3 separate regions of the Mus musculus genome follow, and all the other regions are linked to region 3. Evidence: chromatin contacts called from public HiCAR-type and HiChIP or PLAC-seq data. All regions are on one chromosome and are shown on one strand. Each heading gives the region's core, a stretch centred on a gene start, on an enhancer-like site or on the middle of the called end of the contact. The rest is flanking DNA. Distances are from core to core; before and after follow the strand shown.

The links. HiCAR-type assays count read pairs that join an accessible place to other places. HiChIP or PLAC-seq counts read pairs in DNA pulled down with a chosen protein or histone mark.
Region 1: an H3K27ac HiChIP or PLAC-seq map of microglia shows a contact between it and region 3, with 3 times the contacts expected there. The contact joins the enhancer-like site here to the promoter of 4833411C07Rik in region 3. A contact is called at or near these places in 13 of 484 Hi-C or Micro-C datasets (B cells, the C10 cell line, the G1E-ER4 cell line and 8 more) and 4 of 115 datasets of contacts at active chromatin or transcription factors (embryonic stem cells, microglia and neural progenitor cells).
Region 2: a contact with region 3 is called in a HiCAR-type map of fibro-adipogenic progenitors, with 1.8 times the contacts expected there. The contact joins the enhancer-like site here to the promoter of 4833411C07Rik in region 3. A contact is called at or near these places in 1 of 15 datasets of contacts at CTCF or cohesin (CD8 T cells), 6 of 484 Hi-C or Micro-C datasets (cortical neurons, liver, muscle stem cells and 2 more) and 5 of 115 datasets of contacts at active chromatin or transcription factors (the NIH/3T3 cell line, bone marrow-derived macrophages, fetal liver and 2 more).

The regions. Positions count from the first base shown.
Region 1 is chr8:10,832,884-10,836,696 of GRCm38.p6, forward strand. No RefSeq gene overlaps it. Among named protein-coding and RNA genes, the nearest start is that of Gm39130, 15 kb to the right of the region's middle. Within about 2 kb of position 2,343, at least 14 of the 459 cell types and tissues checked have an H3K27ac peak or open chromatin away from gene starts, as enhancers often do. A contact at or near this core is called in bone marrow-derived macrophages and microglia, where this site is marked.
Region 2 is chr8:10,980,471-10,984,734 of GRCm38.p6, forward strand. Irs2 (insulin receptor substrate 2) reads right to left here. Exons shown (of 2, transcript NM_001081212.2): 2 at 4,211-4,264. Among named protein-coding and RNA genes, the nearest start is that of 9530052E02Rik, 25 kb to the right of the region's middle. Within about 2 kb of position 1,506, at least 35 of the 459 cell types and tissues checked have an H3K27ac peak or open chromatin away from gene starts, as enhancers often do. A contact at or near this core is called in CD8 T cells and fibro-adipogenic progenitors, where this site is marked.
Region 3 is chr8:10,897,445-10,901,376 of GRCm38.p6, forward strand. It overlaps 4833411C07Rik (RIKEN cDNA 4833411C07 gene), which reads left to right and starts at 2,478. Exons shown (of 3, transcript NR_102285.1): 1 at 2,478-2,707; 2 at 2,821-3,062. Gm2814 (predicted gene 2814) reads right to left here and starts at 3,107. Exons shown (of 2, transcript NR_166616.1): 1 at 2,899-3,107; 2 at 725-1,785.

The DNA.
Region 1 (3,813 bases), core at 1,093-3,592, 65 kb before region 3:
TACATGCTACTCACTTCATGCATGGCTGCCACAAAAGCAGAGAGAGTAAGGGGCCAGTATCCCATAGTCCTCCTCTATAGGGCATGGTCCCAGGGACCTATAACGTCTCACTGTCCCAGGCTCATAAAGTCTAACCACTATCTATCAGTACTCTTCCTGGGGCCTTTGTGGACAGTCTAAAGCCAGGCTGTAGCAGATGGCACAGATCCTTGCATTTTACAGAGATCTTTGATTAGCAACCCTGGCTTCTGTCACTGGCTTGTGTGGTAACCTGTGGTAATAAATGGATGCTCATTTCAGGGCAGAAAAAAAGGAGCAAGAACCTCAGCTCAGGTCTTGATGAAATCAAGGCTAGGCTTAATCATTAAGTAGATTTGTTCAATTTTGTGTTAATCTCGTATCAGGGATTCTCATGGGCTTGTCCAGATATTTATGAAATAGCATTGGGTTTTAATGTCAGGACTGGGGTAGTGTGTGTTCAGATACCAAGGAGGATTGTGGGTGTGCCCGGGTATTTACTAAATAATGGTGGGGGTAAGAACAACCTTAGCAAGACCTTCCTGGGGTGGAAAGAGAGAGGGAGTAACCCAATTCACTAATTAACTTACTAATTAGTGAGCAGCTCACTCCTAGTGTTACAAACCTAAGAAGCACAGCATGTTCTCAGAAGCAAAAGGTGACTGATCGTAAAGGGGGAAGGTCAGTAGGACTTTAGGAGCCAGTGCTGGGCAAACGGACAAGAAGTTTCCAGAGGCCTGCTGCTCAGAATGGTGTTTTCTGGTAACATTAATACACCGCCTGTCTGAAGGCTCTTAAACAGGAAGAACGTATGTCCTGTCCTATGGGACTCTTACAGAGAAGGGAGAGAAGAAAGAAGGAGGCAGAGAGGGAAGGAGGGAGAGGAGATAGAGGGAGGGAACAAAAGATGAAGGGAGGAAGGGGAGGCAGAGGGAAGGAAAGAAAGAGGGAAGGAAGGGAGAAGCCCATTCCCTGCTGTTTCAGTGATGAGCACATCTGAGAGCCCCAGCCCCACCCACTGAGCTGCTCTCCAGGGAAGCTGCTCTCCTGGAGTAGCCTCCCCATAGCTTCCTCATAGAACAGCAAGTTACTAATAGATTCTTTCATTCTTCAAGGTCAAATTTCATTGAGAGCATCTTTCTGGTGTAAGCAGACATAAGGAATTTATTTTCCTCCCTCCCTCCCTCCCTCCTTCCCTTCCTTTCTTCCTTCCTTCCTTCCTGACAGCCTACCTTTCTGCTTTTGCTATTGTTGCTATTGTTACTATTGCTGTTGTTGCTGCTGCTGCTGTCCTTGCTGTTGTTCCTGTTGTTGTTCCTGATGTTGTTTTTACTGTTGCTGTTGCTGCTGCTGTTGTTCCTGTTTATTCCTGTTATTATTGTTCCTGTTGTTGTTATTGCTAATGCTGCTATTATTATTGTTGCTGCTGCTGTTGCTAATGTTGTTGTTCATGTTTTTGTTCCTGTTGTTGTTATTGTTAATTCTGCTGTTGTTATTGTTCCTGTTGTTGTTGTTGCTGCTGCTGTTATTCCTATTGTTGCTGTTGTTGCTGCTGCTGCTGTAGTTGTTGCTCCTGTTGTTAGCACTGGGAATTGAATCCAGGCCTTCATATTTACTAGGTGGTCACCACTGCTATTGAGCTACATCCCAACATAAGAGAAAAGCTATAAATATCTCACCCATGCATTATAGCTGTGCTTTCTTGCTTTGCTTTAGAGCTCCCTGCCTTTGTTGCTCTCATGGGAATCCCTCTTCCTGTGGGCAGCTGGTATACCCTAGACAATTTTATCAAAGGACAGTTTCCATACCACAGGTTCAACCTGGGTAAAGCAGAGTTGGTCCTTGCAGCTTCCTGCTGGGCTCTCAGTACAGTGTCCATTCAGTGGGCACTGTTGAGTGAGCATAAGACACATCATCAGCGTCCCTCCATCCCAGAATGCTCCACATCGCTCCACCTATCTGCTATGATGCCAGCTCTGACCAGTCATTTTCAGCATGGAAGCAATGCCTTACACATGGGCACTTGTCTCCACTGGATCGCTCTCATCCCAGGCTGTCTTCTTGCCAGTAGTCAGACTCCAGGATGCAAAAAAAAAAAAAAAAACAAAAACAAAAACAAAAAAAAAAAAACAAAAAAAAACATGACTTTGATGTTTGGCTAGAACTTTTTACTCCAGTCAAAATATCAGTTCTTTCTGAAGGCTTGCGATGACTGTGACACAGCTCCTCCCATCTCTGTCCTCCAGCCACCACCTTGCTCTACCGTCCCATGAGCAGCCACCAGTGCTAGAAGCAGGCTTTACTGTCTCCATGCAAGGAAGACGTTCCCCTTCCCTTCCTATCTCTCTGCACCCTGAGAATCAGGCTTCCTCTTCTTGAGTTCCTGTAGAGCTCTGAAAGTCCCTATAGTACTTTTATCAGACTCCAGCCTAACTGGCTATGTTCGTATCTGCTTGACTCGTGGAAGCAGGACGACATAGAACACTTAGTGATGGCCCCAAGGTGTACAGACAGATTCTACAGGTGCCATGGAAAAGGTGGCCAAGGAGAGCCTGCAGTGGACAGATGGAGAGGCCACGCTCTGATCACCATTGTCCAGGAGGAAAAGGATGATGCAAAATGAGTGGACAACATTGTTGAGAGTTGGATAAGGAGCCTGGATTCGGCAACCAGTTGCAACCAGTCCAGGACACTGAGGGGAGACTCAGCCTGAGGGTCAGAAAGAGCTTTACCAGGGACACCTGACATTCTTCTCTGTCTACTGGCTCACCAGTCCCAGCTGGAGACAAAGCAACTCAGACAAAGCTGGTGAGATCCAGTCCTTGGAAAGGGCTACAGAAGATTAAAAGGAAGCTAGGAGGGAGGTTGGAAGAGAGCAGGAAGGAAGAGAAAATGCACTGAGGTCAGGCTGCACAGTCAGAAAAGGAGAACTCAGGGCCTTGGGATGACAGCCCCTCGGGAGTCCTACACCCACATAAGCCAGCAGCCACATAAGAAGCCAGGAGCAGCAGCAAGCATCTGTAACGCTAGAGCTGGGGAGGTGTGCATAGGAGAGTCTCTGGGTCTTTCTGGCAGCTAGCCTAGACTATCAGTGAAGTCCAGTTAGGATCGAGATCCTGCCTCAAAAAACATAAGGTAGAAAGCTCTTCCATTGAGGAAGACAATTGATGTTGATGTCTAGCCTGCACATTAATGTGCACACATATACACGCACACCTGTGCACACATATACACACATACATGTGCACGCATACAAAATAAACAAATGGGTAAATAAATGAGTGGCCAGGGCAGTAGGACACTTTCAAAGGAAAGACTGGGACAACCTGGCCCAGGCGCAAGGATGTGGTGAGGCTCATGGGCAGAGGAGGTTGTCTGTGTGAAGAGCAATAATCCACAGGAGGAAGGGAGAGCTATCACCTGTCCCACTGTCTATGGAACAAGACACCATCTACTGAAAGTCACTGAGGCACAGAGAACATTTGCTGCAGCCTCTAGGAAGAAAGTAGTGGAGACTGCCTTGCCTGGGCTGGGCCTGCAGTGAACCAGATTTGGCTCTGAGTGTCCCCACAAACCTACAACGGGCATTACCAGACCAGACACACTCCATTATCCACCATAAGCCTTCCTGAAGATTCTGTTCTTTAAAGAGCTGTTTTATCTTTTGTGTGTGTGTGTGTGTGTGTGTGTGTGTGTGTGTGTGTGTGTATGTGTGTGTGTGCGCGCGTGTTAACAGGACTTTTCTTGCTCCTTCTGGCCTTTCTACCATTCCACCTACCCTCTCCAACAAAAGAA
Region 2 (4,264 bases), core at 256-2,755, 82 kb after region 3:
GTCACCAGGCAGCAGTAGCATACACCTCTAATCCTAGCACTAGGGAGGCAGAGGCAAGTGATTGAGTTCCAGGGTCCAGCTTGGTCTACCGAGGGAGTTTCAGGACAGCCACAAATACACAGAGAAACCCTGGGTCAAGAAAAGAAGGAGGAGGAGGAGGAGGAGGGAGGAGGAGGAGTTGGAGAAGGAGGAAGAAGAAGAAGAAGAAGAGGAAGAGGAAGAGGAAGAAGAAGGAGGAGGAGGAGGAGGAGGAGGAAGAAGAAGAAGAAGAAGAAGAAGAAGAAGAAGAAGAAGAAGAAGAAGAAGAAGAAGAAGAAGAAGAAGAAGAAGAAGAAGAGGAAGAAGAGGAAGAAGAGGAAGAAGAGGAAGAAGAGGAAGAAGAGGAAGAAGAAGAAGAAGAAGAAGAAAGGGGGCTGGGGGAATGTCCCAGGGCATAAGATCATGCAGTTGTAATGAGACAAGCCACACAAGTGTATGAAGCTCTAACTGTGCCAGGATCATCATTTTTGGCCCTTTCTGTTGTATGTACTCAACTGTGATTCCCACACATGTAAGACACTAGTGGGTCACTAGGACTCAGTGATGTTTACTTAGGACAGCTCAGGGCTTTCTCCCCAGTGAGGTCATGCTTCTCCAAAGCCAACGGATGAGATACGTGCTTGTGCAAGTATGAGTGGAGATGCGGCTCAGTTGCTAGAGTGATTATAGCACGCACGAAAGCGGCCTAGGCCCCACCCTCAGCACAGCAGAAATGTGGGGTGAATTTGAAGCCAGCATGTGCTACAGGAGACCCTGTATCAAAATACAGAAAGAAGGGAGGGAAGAAGGGAAGAAGGGAGGAAGGGAGGAGGGAAAAAAGAGAGAGAAAAGCTATTCGGTGTAGTGTTTCAGCAGAATACAAAGCAGCTGAGTCAAAACCCAATGTGTGTGCTGGAGAGAGGGCTCAGCGGTTAAGAGCACTGACTGCTCTTCCAGAGGTTCTGAGTTCAATTCCCAGCAACCACATGGTGGTTCACAACCATCTGTAATGCGACCCAATGCCCTCTTCTGGTGTGTCTGAAGACAGCTACAGTGTACTCATCATATATATACAATAAATAAAATGTTAAAAACAAAAACAAAACCCCACTGTGTCACAGCCCACGCTCCATCCCATGCTCCATCCAGGATGAGTGAGGAAGAGCTGGAGTACTTAAGTTCTGGTCCCCTGGCTCACTCGCAGGACATCGGACAGGTTGAACCTCCCTTTACTCTGGGGTTTGAATTGTCAGGTTTTCAGGTATGAGATGGTAGTGAGTGGCAGTGCCTCTGGCACAGTGACTGTGTCAGGGACCTGGTGCGCACTCCCCTTCTCCCCCAAGGTTTCACACAAACACAGATGGAGACAGTATGCTGGAACTGATGGTGAGCCGTGAGCTCCAAACTGAAGACCATCAGCAGTGTGGACATTAAAACCATCTGTGTGGGAACAGCCTAGTTTTCCTCTTCTGGACACACAGTATGGCTTTCTACTGCCTTTGAAGCTGTCTCCATGGGCTCAACACTGGCCAATGAGAACCAAGCAGAAATGACAGGGGTCCCAAGAGTAAGCCATGAGTCACAGCAGTCAGAGCCTTCTCCCATGGGTAAGTTAAGCTGGGGTCAGGGGTGGCACACTGCTGCAGCCTTCCCTCCCTATCCTCACTCACTCCTGAGTAAAGCTTTGCTTTTGGCACACTAGGGCAGCTCTATGCAAAGCACAGAGTTGTAAAGGGATTCAAATCTGGTGGTATTAACATAAAGAGCTACTTTACAACCACTGGGCCCTGGGGTGAGAGGCTAAGGAAGACAGGAAAGGGAGAGGTTATATTGTATTAGTTTAACCCAACCACTTCATTCAGTGTAAAATTAGGGCTAGAGATGTAGTTTAGTGGTAGAAACCTCAGCTAGTGTGTGCTAGGTCTTGGGATAGAATAGTGTACTGTACAGTACTGCCTAAATAAAAGACTTTTAAATTGAACTACTTAAAACAAATAAATAAAAAAAGGAAACAGTCCTAAAGGTAATGGAGTCAAAATCCTGACTGTCCTGGTTTCATCCTGTTGCTATGACCAAAGCAACTTAGGGGACGAAAGGGTATCGTGGCTCACACTCCCAGGTCACACAGTCCATCACTGATGGAGCCTGAAGCAGAAACCATGGAGGCTTGCAGTATCTGACTCAGCTTGCTTTCTCATTCAAGACTACCTGCCCAGGGAATCATGTCATTCACAATGGGCTAGTTCCTTCCACAGCAGCTTAAAGCCAATACCACTCTCCACAGACATGCCCACAGGCTGATGCAGTCTTTCAATTAAAAGTCCTCTCTCAGGAGACTCTGAGTTGTGTCAAGTTGACAGTTAAAGCTAAGGTGGGCACCAACATTGTATATAGCATTTATAAATACACTGGCAACAGTAGGAGATGGCAGGCCTGGGTGACAGGCACTGCTAACAAAGAAAGTTTAGGGACCCAGTGGAGATGCGGATGGACAGATGTATCATGACAAAACTTGCAGAAATAAGGTAAATGGTCCCTAAAGCAGGAAATCCAAAACACTAAAAACAAACTCAAAGATAAAAGAATGTCCCTTCACATTAGGAAAGTCACTGCGCTAGCTATGCAGAATCCCAAATCTCCTGAGCTGGTTCCGACATGCGCAGGACTGAGACTCACGCTGGGCGAGCCACAACAGCAAAGGCACGGAGCTGAGTGTGGAGTCATGGCCAGCACCCCGGCACTAGGGATGCTAAGGCAGGAGACTCCATCTCCAGACAAAGCCAAAACAAAAAACAAAAACAAAACAAAACCAAAAGAAAAAAAAAACCTAAAAACTAAAAACACAAAAACAAGGGCAGAAAATTTCAAGCATTTAAACCAGTGGTTCTCAACTTGTGGGTCCTACAACCCTTTCACAGGGGTCACATATCAGATATCCTGCATATCAGATATTTAAATCATGAGTCATAACAGTAGCGAAATTACAGTTATGAGGTAGCAACGAAAATAATGTTATGATTTGGGGTCCCCACAACATGAGGAACTGTATTAAAGGGTTGCAGCATTAGAAAGGTTGTGATCCCCTGATTAAAACAGAAAGGACAAAGCAGATTTAGTACGGGAAAGTGCTGGCTAATGTTTGACAGAGCACGTACCTGTTCCCTGTTCGCTAATGTGAATGAACACAGTTTCCTTTGGAAAGGCTTGTTTAGATCTTCCTAACTAAGTGCTAGAGACAGACAGAAGAAGGGGATACACACAGACAGATGCAAAGTCACTTCCAACAAGGGCAAATCTGCCTTTGATAAAATCATTAAGTATCATTTCAGTATCTTCTGCTCCTAAGTTGCACCTCAGGTAGGATGGTTACACTGTATCTTCATGTGTCTGGAGGGAACACACACACACACACACTCAGAGCACACGCTGAGCCTTGCTGCTGAGAACAGCCTTAGGTGAATTGCTTCTCTCTCTCTCTCTCTCTCTCTCTCTCTCTCTCTCTCTCTCTCTCTCACACACACACACACACACACACACACACACACACACACACCACCATACACATACACAGATACACAGACTCCTGACTTTTCATCAATAAAACAGAAAGGCTGTGGTGAGCCAGGAAGTAATCAACACAACATTTAGAGCAGTACTCAGCCCAACACAAGGTCATTTCATATTCTCTTAATATGGTTTTGTTAACGTGACAGAATCTAGAAACTCATGGGAGATGGGCCTCTGAGTATCTCTGTGGGGGATTATCTTGATTAGGTTAATGCAGGGCAGAAGCCCTGTCCACCACCAGTGGCACAATTACCTGGCTGGTATCCTGGACTGTATCAATAGGACAAAGTGGGGCTTGTGAGATGGCTCGGTGGGTAAAAGGCACCTACTAGCAAGTCTGGCAAACTGAGTTCTAATTCTGGGACCTACACAGTGGAAGGAGAAAACTTGACTCCCTGAAGTGGTCTACAGCATATGGGGGCACACATACAACACACAAACACACACTACACACACAAACATACACACATACACCACACACCATAAACTCACACCACCAAAACCAAAACCAAACCAACCAACCAAACCAAAAGTCCCCAGTGCTTGTTAATGCTAGACATCCGGGATGAGACTTGTTTTAAGCTTAAGCTGGTTATCTGTGCAGAAAAATGTCCTCCAATCTGTATTCATTTCATAAATAATGTATTTTATTTTATTGCATATGGCTATTAAGGAGGGC
Region 3 (3,932 bases), core at 1,228-3,727:
AGAATAATGTCCCTTAGCATTTCAAAACAAACATCTTAGACAGAAGTCTTTACATTGTAGGGCTCCAATCTTTTTACTCCACAAACTCCATATTTTAGAAAACCTCTCAAGCCTGCAACATACATTTTACCTTGTCTATGACTTTTCCCAGCTCATCCCAACCCTGGCCAGCATTAGAATCAGTCCGTGCCTCTTCCCCATGAGGGCTTCCTGGATCAAGCACTGCCCACTGCGTCTCCCTCATCTGAATTCCCACAGCAGCCTTCCCTGAATAATTCATCTCCTAGTTAATCATGCGTGCCTTGCATTGCAATAATTGCCTGTTTCAAGTCTGTCTTTAACTTCTCCTGTGATTATGGCCACACTGTCCATGAGAGCCGCGCAGACCAGACTTTGCATAGCTCTCTATCTCCTACAACTCTTAAGGATAAGTGGATTACATCTCCAGAAATAGCTCGCTGTGGCTCTGACAGTGGTCTACTGTCCTTTCTAAGGCCCATGTGAGCGTGACACACTGTCAGAGCCACCATGTCTCACAGTAGTTATCCCATGAAGAACATTTGCCCTCATGACTGTTGTGCCTGAGGATGCTGCCTGATGAGCAGTAAGCGGGGGCGGGGGCAGGGGGGACAGACTTCTTGGCCAAAGTTAAAATGTGTACAGACAAGTAAGAAGGCAATATATGTGGGGGAAATATACCAAATGATTCTTTTCCATTGTTTTTCCTTTTAGTCTGTATTTAAAGGGTTTTTATAAAGAATAAATACTGTCATTTATTTAGCATGCATTTAAATCACTAAATTGATGTGTGTATGTGTGTATGTGTGCACTTGCATGTGTATGTGCATGTGTGTGTGTGTGTACTCATGTGTGTGTGTGCATGTGTGTGAGTGTATGAACATGTGTATGCACATGCGTGTGTGTATGCATGCACATGTATGTGCATGTGTGTGAGCATGTGAGTGCACATGCATGTGTGTTTGCATGCACACATGTGTGTGCATGTGTGTGGGTGTGTGAGCATGTGTGTGCACGTGTATGTGTGTGTGCATGTGGAGGGGTGGGGTTTGTATTTTTTTCTTACATAATTTTAGGAGCCTTGAACAATTAATTGGTCCACTCCAGGTAGTGAGAACACACAACAGCTTGTCACCAATTCTTCCTTCCTTTCTTTAAGCTATGAAGGCTGAGGTGAAAGGGTACCTCGTAGACGGGGCCAATGGCAGAAGGCAGACTAGGGTTTCATTGCTTTCCTCCTCGCCCCACACTGAGACAGAGCAGCTTTTGCTCACCTCTGCCCCCAAACTCCCAGGAGAGTTATAAGTCCTGGGTAATGTGGCTGTCCAAGTATGAGAGATGTCAGTCATACAGCTCCAGAAAAGGGATCATGAGGTGGCCTAGATCTCCTGTGTGGCCTATCACCTTGTCTTAAATCTCTCTCTTGTTTTGTTTTGTTTTGTTTTGTTTTGTTTTGTTTTCGAGACAGGGTTTCTCGGTGTAGCCACCACCACGGCTTAAATCTCTTACTGAGCCGAAGAAGTGTGTGTTCCTCCGAGTGGTGCAGAGTCAACTGTTTCTTCTGCCTGATGTATTCTCAGGACGGGGACTTGTGGGCTTCAAGGAAACCCATCCAAGCAGGGTGCTGTGGACCACAGCAGGAGGTCAGACAGGCTAAGCTGCCTGTGCCCCCTCCCCCAAGAGGCTGTGGGTTCCAAAGTCTGGGTTCCCAGAGGCGTGATGACAAAAGGCAGCTGTGGTCCTTTGGGTTTCTGAAAGTGTTCCTTCCTGGTAGAGAAAAACAAGGACATATTGACAGACTAGTTCTTTTCATAGCCTGATAGCAGTCTGTGCTGTTCAGACGCAAAGGAAACACAGGGTACCAGCTCACTGTGCTTCGCATTAGCGTTCCCAGGACTCCGGCTCCTGGGGGAGAGAGTGCTCAGATGGGCCAAGGCTGGGGGTGGGGACCAAAGACACTGCTTCCCTTCATTTATTGTTTAACACCGTCAACCACCCACGTGTTTTGTTTGGTTTGTTTTGATTCTCTCCTATTGTTGACCTGGACTTCCTTTCCCCATGATGTCTTTCATGTCCCCCGCCACGTGTGTGTGTCCTCCGTGCCCCCACCCCCACCCCCGAGTGTAAGCTCCTAGGTTTGTAATCTTGGAAGCATCATTTATTTTTCCAGACACTTTGGGAGGAGGAAGGCTAGGTGGGGTCAGGAGCTTGTTTACTGTATGACCTCCCCTCCCCTCCCCTTGCTCGCCTGTCCTCCCTCAGCTCAACCCTGGCTGGTTTGTTTTCAGTGGGATTTTCACTCGCTAGCTGCAAGGTCAGCGCAATGAATCTGGATTGCGCAATAGGTCCCCACAAACACCGAAAAAGCAACGGTCTGACATGTTTGTTTGTTTGGTCCGGCCGTGATTATGTAACTGCCTCTGTTTTCTCTGTGCACTGGTGTCCCTATCCAAGTCTCCAGAAATAGGACAGCAGCCATTCCAGGTAGCAGGGGAATGGCCCTTCCTCACTTTCTGACGATTTTTTTTTACGCTCTTCTGTCTTTGGGGAAAGCGGCAGGCTAAGGAAAACCGGGAAGCCACGCAGACCTCTGCCTGTGACACAGCACGTGGGCTGGCCTCTGGCAACTGACAGAGGGAACATTGCTGCTGATGCGAAGAAAAGTCATCAGAGATTCTAAAAAATAACGGTAAATATAGTGAGTCTTGTTTGGTTTTAATTATAGCTGATTGGTGGTCTGTTTCTAGAAAAAAATAAATCAGTCTGTTAGCTATTACTAACTTTCCTTATTCACTCCCACAGACTATGGCGGATAAGCAAGGAGGGACAGGAGGTGACCAAGGCCACAGTGGGGAGAGACCTAGCAGAGAGAGCACCCACCTCAATCAGGCCACAGCCGGGACGGAGGTTCTGAGCCACGTCTCCTGAGTTCATTTACTCGGTGGAAGTCAATCTTAATTGTCAATTCGATGAGATTTTTAATCGCCATGGAAACAGACCTCTGAGCATGTCACGGAGACAGTTTCTATATCAGGTTAATCGAGGTGAGAAGATCCATGCTCAGTATGGGTATCAGACGAGAAAGAAAGAAAGAAAGAAAGAAAGAGAGAGAGAGAGAGAGAGGAGGGAGGGAGGGAGGGAGGGAGGGAGGGAGGGAGGGAGGGAGGGAGGGGAGGGGAGGGGAGGGGAGGGGAGGGGAGGGGAGGGGAGGGGAGGGGAGGGGAGGGGAGGGGAGGGGGGGAGGGGAGGGGAGGAGGGGAGGGGAGGGGAGAGGAGAGGAGAGGAGAGGAGAGGAGGAAGAAAGGAAGGAAGGAAGGAAGGAAGGAAGGAAGGAAGGAAGAAAGAGAGAGAGAGAGAGAAAGAGAGAGAGAGAGAAAGAAAGAGAGAGAGAAAGAAAGAAAGAGAGAAAGAAGGAAGACTTCCCTGGTTTCTTACTGTGCATGCAGCTTATAGCTGCCTCACCTCACCGGGCCCAGGAGCTATTCACCAGCGTGGACTGACTCTGAAACTGTCAACCACAGCAAATCTTTGCTTCCTAAAGTTGCTTCGCCAGGCAGTTTGTCCAAGTATCAAGGCAAGAACCTTATAAACCCTACCAGAAAGATTCTCCTGTGAGGTCTGGAAAGTACCATGGTCAGCTGGTGGAACTTCTCAAATAACCAGAAACCCAACTCAAAGAGAACTTCCTTGAGACATGAAACTGGAAGAAATTTGCAGACAAATGAACCATGTGCTGTGATAAAGGGTTAGGTGCACACAAATGTGCTTCCAAGTTCCTTGTGGGAAGTCGAGAGCTTTGAGCGGTCCGAAGACTGCCCACAAAACAGTCTCACTGCACTGGGTGGTGCAGGGGTGGAGGGGGTGGGGCCACAGCTACTCTGGCAGAGATAGAGGAAGCTGCATCTCAAATTCTG